Regions from separate parts of the Mus musculus genome. Here region 2 is linked to region 1. Evidence: chromatin contacts called from public promoter capture Hi-C data. All regions are on one chromosome and are shown on one strand. Each heading gives the region's core, a stretch centred on a gene start, on an enhancer-like site or on the middle of the called end of the contact. The rest is flanking DNA. Distances are from core to core; before and after follow the strand shown. Region 1 holds the start of Oip5os1 (Opa interacting protein 5, opposite strand 1). Region 2 holds the start of Plcb2 (phospholipase C, beta 2).

Region 1 (4,312 bases), core at 967-3,466:
CTCAGTTCCCCAGGTCCCAAGAGCTGGGCATAAAGGTGAGCCATGGTAGCTGGCTTGTACTCATTTTTATCTTCATCTTCTGTTGCTCTTAACAGTTTAGTATGTCGCTTCTATGGAGCCTTTCAAGCCGCTACAACAGGACTTGGGATGATTATCTCTATCTACTTACGTGCCAAGTCCTGAGTTCAGAATGTTGAGCTGAATATAAAAGCACCTAAGGTCAGGAAAATATTCATCTTGTGTGATATGGTTCCTAAAAATAAAAAGAACATAAAGATAAGTGTCTTGGCTTCTTTTTTATCACTGTGATAAAACACTATGTCCAAGGTAATTCTTAAAAAAAAGAAAACATTTTTTTACACTCACATCTCTAACAGCAAGCAGGAGGCAGAGGGAGACCTAGCAGGGCTGGCTCTGAGTCTTTGAACCCTCAAAGCCTGACGCCAGTGAAACACACCTTTAACAAGCCTAGACCTCCTAATTCTTTCCAAAAAGTTCCACCTACTGTGGCCCAAGTATTCAAACATACGAGCCTATGGGGGCATCTTCATTCAAACCAAAGCAAGGATCTACATATCCTTTACTGATACTACAGGTATTAAGTATACAAAGATATTCCAACCAATCTATTCTAAAAAAATTCACTCTCATAAGTATTCTAAAGGAATAATCATAATGTCACTTTCTGTACACCTCTAGTGGAATTAGTGTTTAAACAATAACATTTTTGGAGAAGTTCTGAAGCTTTATGCAACTCTGAGTTTATGATACTGTATATGATACTGTAGTCTCTCTGGAGGGGCGAGAAACTGTAACTCCGCAGAAAACCTCCCGTAATGTAGAGCTGTCTTTTAGTGGAAAGCAAACGACTTTCTCTTTTTTAAGATGAGGAAGGATGTTATATTCCCTTCCTCTGGCTCATACCTATTTTTTTCTACTTGTGGATCATATTAAAAAGAAAAACTACTTGTGCTAAAGGGGAGGGGTTTTGTTTTTTGGTTTTTTTTTCACCCCCTAAGCAAGTGCTTCCTGCTTCAGCTCTGCTAAGTCTAGGGCTAACAAAAACCATATAATCTATCACAAACATTCACTCACATTATGATTTTTCCATTTGAACTGGCTCTCACTAATATGCCAGTTTATTTCTGAAACAAGGTTTTGATAGATGTAAATTTCTGGCCCTGAGCACCAACACACGCAGCAAATGTCTCCCCGATCCAGAATTCAGAAGCAAAGACTTTCCGAGAATTTAGCTGAATACCAATAAAAGTAAGGGGGCTCCCAATTACAAAGAGATAAAATTAAATAAGAATCAAATATAAATATCTTGTTAGTACTACACTGTCACCAGTGTACACCAACTACACAAATGAGATTCCAGCAGTACTTCCAGAACTATAGTTCTAAAAAAACGAAAAGAAAAGCATCGTAAGCCGTTTCCCTTGATCCTGGGTAAGAAATCAACATAGGTGAATTCCACTGAGACCCGTTTGCCGAAACTAATGCGCCATAAGGGCATTATCAGGACGTCCAAGGACAAAGCTGCTTACTACGGTCATAAAAGTTTGGCAGGGGCGAGTATGAGGTAAAGGCTGCAAGAGTCTATCTGTAATACACATACTCAAATGAAAATACCAGAGGGAGCCTCTTACAGCAAATCTCAAGGTCAACGCGCCAGGGACACAAAATGCCCAGAGCTGCAACAGGCCTGTCAACCTCAACCGGTGACGCCTTCGGTAAAGGGTCAAACAATACAGAGATAGTCTTAGAAAAATAAAAGGGAGGTGCACACAGCGGCTTCCCGATACGGCCGGCGTACGTGCAACTCAGAGAACCAGGGCAAAGCACGCAGCGGCCAAAGCGAAGGGCGCAAGGAAGGGCGTGGAGCGCTGGTAAGGGAAGGACGCGGCCACATACCCGGAGGCGGCGGAGCCGACCGGACGCGGCTGCGAATGCAAAGCCCTGTCAGGCCCAGGCCTCGCCGGCTCCCTCATTAGGCTCGCCGCTACCCCGTCCCGAGTTGTGCCGCCCCACCGGCTGCTCGTCTCCCGATAGACAGACGGACTTCTCAGCTCACCTCACACGGTCCAGCACAAGTACTCCGCTTCTCACGGGAGGCCTGCCCCGGGCCCGCAGGCCAGCTGCCCGGGGCACGCCTCACTCCGCCATCTTCGCTCCTTCCCCTGTCCGCCAACCCAGGGGCGGAGGCGCGAAAGGCTCCGCCCCGCCTCCGAGTGATGATTGGACAGCACCTTGCTCGCGCGCTCTTTTTCCATCGCGGATTGGCTGGGAAGTACTTCAATCAATCCCTCTCTCTGGTTCTATTTTTTGTTGTTGGAGCTTAGTGCTCCAGTTGAAGTTAAGGAGGAAAAGGGTTGTTGTAATTCACTTGAGGAAAAACATTCCGCACGGAGGCAGTCTCACTTTTTAGTAAGATAGCACTACAAGGCCAAATGACTATTTTAAATTATCGTTACTGTAAAAATATACTGTTACTAGTAATTCCTCTCTTGGCTAAAGGATTTTTATACCCGGACTAACACTACACCCAGAGGAACAATTTCATGGTGTCAGTTCTTCTGACTTTGACCCACTTGAGAGAATGTTGCCTGCTGTTTAAAGGTCAATACAGTAGCGTAGTTTTCCTCACCTTAAAAGGGCCTGCCCGCTGCCTGAGAAAATGTTAAACTGCATTTGTTGTTTGTTCCAGTTGTAGGATTTAGAGATCCTTTAGCGGTATTTCCAGGAGAGGTAGTGAAGGCAATAGTGTGACTCTTCCAGGTGATGACACACGTTCTTCTGGATAAGCAGTGCTTCCTAAATGACGGGGTTATCACTAGGCCATTTATTAAATCCAAATTTCTATGCTTCCCTCTGTGATAAGGATGCTATGCCATACAAAGACAAAACACAGTTGTCTATTGAATCTATTGGCTAATAAAATAATAATAATAATAATAATTACATTATTCGTTATTATTATTAGAATGTTAGAACCTATTGAATAATAATAAATTCACAAGCTACATTGATTTATTGGCTGCAACTGGCCATCAGCCTTGATTTCCCTTTATAGCTGGGCTGGTGACAGAGACCTTGTGTATCCCAGGCTGGCCTCAAATTGCAATGTAACAGAATTACCACACTGGTTATGTCCTGAATCTCAAGTGAGCAACAATGTCCTCCATCCAAAGACAGGTTCTTTGAGTGTTAGCTACTATCAGATCACACATCACTGCACCGTATGTCTCTGTGTATGAATAGGCACACTGTATATCTGTATATACTTAGACTACAGAAGGCCTGCAAAGGATTACACAAACCTCTGTGTTCAGTGAGGTTTTACTACATCCAGACAGAGCTGATATAAATGGGAAAAGTCACCACAGTTAGATATTGATGAACTCATTTAGAAAGACACAGAGTATTGAAGCTAGCTGAGGGGTCCAGGTGAGTGTCAACGGAGGAATATGGTGAGGTGCAGGACTGAGTAGGGACAGACAGATGCACAGACAACAGTAATCCAAAGGAGCGATATCAAGCAATGAGGCCTGGGCTAAGCCGAAGGGCTGCCCAAAGAACCAGCAGAAACAGTCTTGTCCCTCCTCAACTCACTTAAGCAGGGGTTCAGGTGACACTGCAGGGCTGTTACCATCAAACCATGGTGCTATGTCTTTCCTATTTATATGGGGTATAGGTGAGGAATTCTCCTGCCTGAGGTGTATGTGTGTGTGCTCACATGTAGTGAAAACTCAGACTGCATGCATATTAGACAAGCACTTATCAGAGCTATATCTGTTTAATACACCCATATCCATTTTTTTCATGTATTTTGATTTGATATATTTTTAGATTAAATTTATGTAAATTATTTTGCCTGTGATTATGCATGTACATGTACCACACACTTGCTTAGTGCCTGAGGAGGTATCAGATCCCAAGGATCTGGAGTCAGGGATCATTGTGAGTCACCATGGCAGGGCTAAGACTCATGCCTGGGTGGGTCCCTACATGAGCAAGAAGGACTCTAACTGCTGGGCCATCTCTAGCACGTACTTCAAGCTTCTAGCAATCCTCCCACCTTGGCCACCTCAATCCCAACTCATTTGGTTAAGTTTATAGTTTTTATTTTTCTTGAAAATTTTTACTTTTAAGAATTGGGGCTGGGGTAGTGGTGGTGCACACCTTTAAACCAGCACTCAGGAGGCAGAGGCAAGCAGATTTCTATGAGTTTGAGGCCATCCTGGTCAACAGAGTGGCATTCCAGAATAGCTGAGACCATATAAACAAACCATGTCCCCTCATCACCCCA
Region 2 (4,312 bases), core at 1,227-3,726, 870 kb after region 1:
ATTGGAAACCCAGTCACCCCATGAGTCCAGTGCCACCAGTGAGCTGGGCGAGCTGGGATTGGGACTGGGACCTCCTCCCCTCTGCACCCCTGCAGAGACAGCTGTTGAGTGTAAGCTCCCTCCCTGCCTGCAGCCCACAGCTCCCACCTGTCAAGCGCAGTGACACAGATCTACCAGCGACTTCCTGGAGTGGCTGATTCAGGAGTCTGCCTCTTTCCCTATCAGGCTCAGCTTTCCCATGAGCCCAGCAGGGGGCATCCTTGCCCTTCCACTCTCCACCCTGGGGGGTTAGATTGGCCTCCCGCCAAGGGGAAGCCTTCCAATCCACAAGGCCCAAGAGTCAGTCCAAGGCTAACTTCCCAAATGTATTCCTGAGACTTCTTCTCTTCCTTCAGCCACGACCACTCTACTATTATTGACATTACGGTTTTTTTTTTCTTCCTTTGTCAACTTAATATTTTTAAAACTTGAACTCCAGCGTTCTAACAATCTTCCAGCTTGTCCCCCAAAGAGCTGTGACTACAGACGTGTTTTGCCATGCTGGGCAATGTATATATATTTTTAAAAGAGGAAACCCCTCTTCAGTAAAGGTCTTTCAAATAGCTTGCTGCTCTTTTGGCTGGCATCCAGATTTAGCAGGTGAGCGCCACTGATGTTACTACAGTCAGGAATCCCAGAGCCTGTCCAGGGGATGCCATCAATGGGTATGGATATAAAGTTTCTCTTCTGTGGGCTTAGGGCCAGAGATGGAAGGTGCAAAGAACCCAGAATTCTTTGAAGGAGGAACAGAGACACCCCTCCTCCCTTCTAGGCTTTCTTCCAGGCCTATGGCTGCAGGCAAGACAGGAAGGAGGAACTTGGAAATGGGGACTAGCTCCGTGCAGGTGACAGGTGTAGGCTTTGGGAAGGGGCAGGGATTTCCCTTGCAAAATTCATTCAAACAGACAGGAAACCTGATCCCACAGAGACAGCCAGATGTGCAGGGGCTCCCAGGAGTCTCCCAGGGAGATCCAAGGCTGAAGGCAGGGCTTGAGGAGAGACACTGAGGGAGGGGTTGGAACACCTGTCACCTGCAGGAGTTTGGGAGCCGGTTTCCAGGCCGTTCATTCAGATCTGGTCTTAGAATTGCTTTTCTGGGGACAATTAATTTCTAAGCTAGCTTTCTTTGAGAAGTTCACTACTTTTATTGGGGGTGGGGTGGGAGGTGGGCAGGCTCTCTTGTAGCCTAGTCTTGAACTCCTGACCCCATCCCTCTAGTGCCAGAGACCCACAGTTTACCTTTTGATTCTCACTAACCCTAACTAACCTGTTCATCTAAACCTGTTCTCTCTTGCCCGCCCCTACTCTCATGCACTGGCTCCTAGCCAGTAGTTCCAGGGCCTGGAGAGGGTAGTTCACAGTTGTCAGGGGTGGCACACAGACCCCTGATGGGACCTGTTGCAGAAGGCCAGGGCCTCAGAGGGGAAGGAAATCATGGGTTAAGCTTCTAGCCTCCCCAACGGTGCTAAGCCATTTGATAAGAGTGCATTATTAGGTAAGAGGAAGTGACTGGGGCCTGAGCTGGGCTGGAACTGAGCCTCTGGGATAGATATGGACGATGTAAGGATCACAACACCTAGAACCGAACTGGGTTAGAGTGGGCTAAACCCTGAACAGGGGGCTAGAGCAGGCTCTGGTCTGCCTCTCAGAACCTCTCTCCTCCAGGATCTGTGTGTGAGGCAACACAGTGCATGAAGGAACACTCCAGTGCTGGCGGCAGCAAAGGGCCTCTTAGGCTGTGAGGCAGCTGCTGGGCAGTGGAGTTTTTAGGTATTCATTGAAAGGTTCAAAGATGCAGAGAAGTGTCATGGGTGAGAGGCATACTGCCTCACCTGGCTCTCATTTTCATGGGGAGGAAGCACTGAGAAAGAGGAGCTGGGTGTCCGAGAGACTTTGCTTATTCAAAACACTCAGTGCCAGCTGGGACCCGGCCCATCCCTGACTCCCACTTCCAGATCCCGCCCTCTGAGGACAGAACCCCTGCTCTGTGGAGGACCCTTTTCCTAAAGAACTGTTTGTGTTCTTGCCTCAGCCCAAGGCTCAGGAATGGTATCTCCCACCCCCCTCCATGATATATCACTTTCTTCCATTGGCGGGGGGGGGGGGTGTGTAAATCTGAGTAAAGCCTGTCTTTGTAACGGGGTCCTGGCCCCAACATTTCTAGATCTCATAGCCCGCCCCTCAGTTCACAGCAGCCCAGAGAAGGAAGCCCAGAGCAGGAAGTGCTGAGGCAGGGGGTGGGGGAGGAACTCCCAGGAGGGGAGCTCAGCCCCCTTGGGCAAAACAGCTACTGCAGCCCCCGGCTTCAGGAGGAGGAGGAGGAGGAGGCTGATTTACAAGGCAGATCAACTGGGCCCTGGCCTGAAGCTCTGAGTCCTGCATCCAGCTACTGCCACCCCGCAGGCTATAAGAGCACCCGACTTCCGGACCAGTACTGGGCGGGTGCCATGTGAGCCTAGCCTAAGCTTCCTCTCCTGTTCACCCTTCTTCCTTCTCTTCTCCTGTCCCCTGGAGAGGTTTGCCCAACCTCTCCAAAGAGGGACACTTGACATCATGTCTTTGCTCAACCCTGTTCTATTGCCCCCTAACGTGAAGGCATATCTGAGCCAAGGGGAGCGCTTCATCAAGTGGGACGATGTGAGTAGGGTTCGCCTCCCCCCCCTCAAATCCCCAGCCCCCGGGACGGTGGGGGCTGGGCTGCTTGGGAGCTTTGCAGAACGGAGGGTTGGTTTATGTCTTCCCAGCACCCAGGCGCCTATGTGTCTGTCACAACAGTCTATCTAGATAAACAAGTCTGGGGTGAGGGTGGGTGCTCCTGGCTGCTGTAGGGAAGGAAGCCTCTGTGTTTGGGAATAAGAGAGGGGGCTATGTGTGTTTGTGTGTGTGTGTGGGGGGGAGTCAGAGTCAGAAATCTTTGGACCTGATTTGCCCTTTTCAAATCCCCGAAGATGATAAAGGTTTGTTTCTAGTAACTTCAGTGTTGGTAGGGGGAATGCATGTCCCTCTCCTCCCACCTCAGCTGAGATCAGGAAGAGAGGTCAGTCAGGTCCTCTTCCCAGCACGGACACCCCAAATTTGCTCTGGCAGGAGGCCCATAACCAGCTGCACCATCCCAGTGTGCAGAACAAACTGTGTCCTGTCCCAGGGAAGCCATATTCTATCTCAAGCTACTACTGTGGCAAGAGTTACAAAAGGGCCGTGGATCCAGTTGAAAACGGGAGGCTCAAAGACTGGGGTCTGAGAAGGAACTTACTGACTTCTGCTTCCCCCATGGTGGCTCAGCTCAGCTCAGCCTTCTATTACCTGCCAACCTGTCATCCGGCCGGGGAGGGAAGACCATCTGCACCCCAGCCCAGAGTCTGCGCCTTCCTAACTCGTCTCTGGTCCTTCTGGGCTGAAGACACAGCCACTAACCATAGAATCTTTTGGTCTAAGAAGAATAAAATGAGAACTGTCACTCAGAGAGGGATAGGCCTCCTTAAGAGTGCTCTAGCCTGGCCTCAGGAAGGCCTGATGTTCTCAACAGCGCATGACATTTAGGAGGTCACCTACAATTACTTCAGCTCCCTGGATTGGCTAGTCTAGTTTCTCTATGAACTGAGGGGAGTCTGAAGCTAGACCCTTCAGGGCTTTGTTACGTTAAGGCATCTGGCTGTCAAAACTGTGGGGATGGGGCCCTGGCATGAAATGCTTTCTGTTTCTCTAGAAGTTGGTCTCTAGAAGTTTTGGTTGGTGTGGCATGGTGGTGGCATGCTGGTGACATGGTGGTGATGTGGCGTGTCTCAGAGTCTATGGAAGGAGGAAAATGACTCACAATGAAAAGTGAAGTGACTCTCTCAGTTCCTCTGGGAAGCCTGTATAACCTGAGGGGGGCTGTAGGTCATCAGGGATAAGGCATGTGATTCTTTCTCCAACCTGTGTGTCTGGTTGACCAATTCCCTTCCCCAACCCAGAGTGCTGTGTGGTCCCTGAACTCTGACTTGCATGAGCAAGAATGTCCCAAGCCCAGGCATGGGACACATGACCTATGAACCAGGTTTTGCTCTTGGATAGCTTTGGCACAGTTAGTAGATATATGGCTCTATATTGATAACTGTAGTAGAAAGGATAGAACCAAACCTGACTCTGTCTAGTCTCCCACAGCCCCTTCAGAACGTACTTAGAGGGGAAACCTTTCCTGGCTATAGAAAGAAACTCAGCAAGCTCTCAGACATGACCTTCACCCTTAGGCAATAGTCCAGGGGTCCCCACAACGCCCAGTCCTTTTCTAGGA

The links. Promoter capture Hi-C pulls out the DNA fragments that hold promoters and counts their contacts.
Region 2: a contact with region 1 is called in a promoter capture Hi-C map of liver, with 3 times the contacts expected there. The contact joins the promoter of Plcb2 here to the promoter of Oip5os1 in region 1. A contact is called at or near these places in 2 of 39 promoter capture datasets (liver and pre-B cells).

Annotation. Positions count from the first base shown.
Region 1 is chr2:119,592,200-119,596,511 of GRCm38.p6, reverse strand. It overlaps Oip5os1 (Opa interacting protein 5, opposite strand 1), which reads right to left and starts at 2,216. Exons shown (of 3, transcript NR_027832.1): 1 at 2,078-2,216; 2 at 170-253.
Region 2 is chr2:118,726,602-118,730,913 of GRCm38.p6, reverse strand. It overlaps Plcb2 (phospholipase C, beta 2), which reads left to right and starts at 2,476. Exons shown (of 32, transcript NM_177568.2): 1 at 2,476-2,676. The coding sequence starts at 2,593.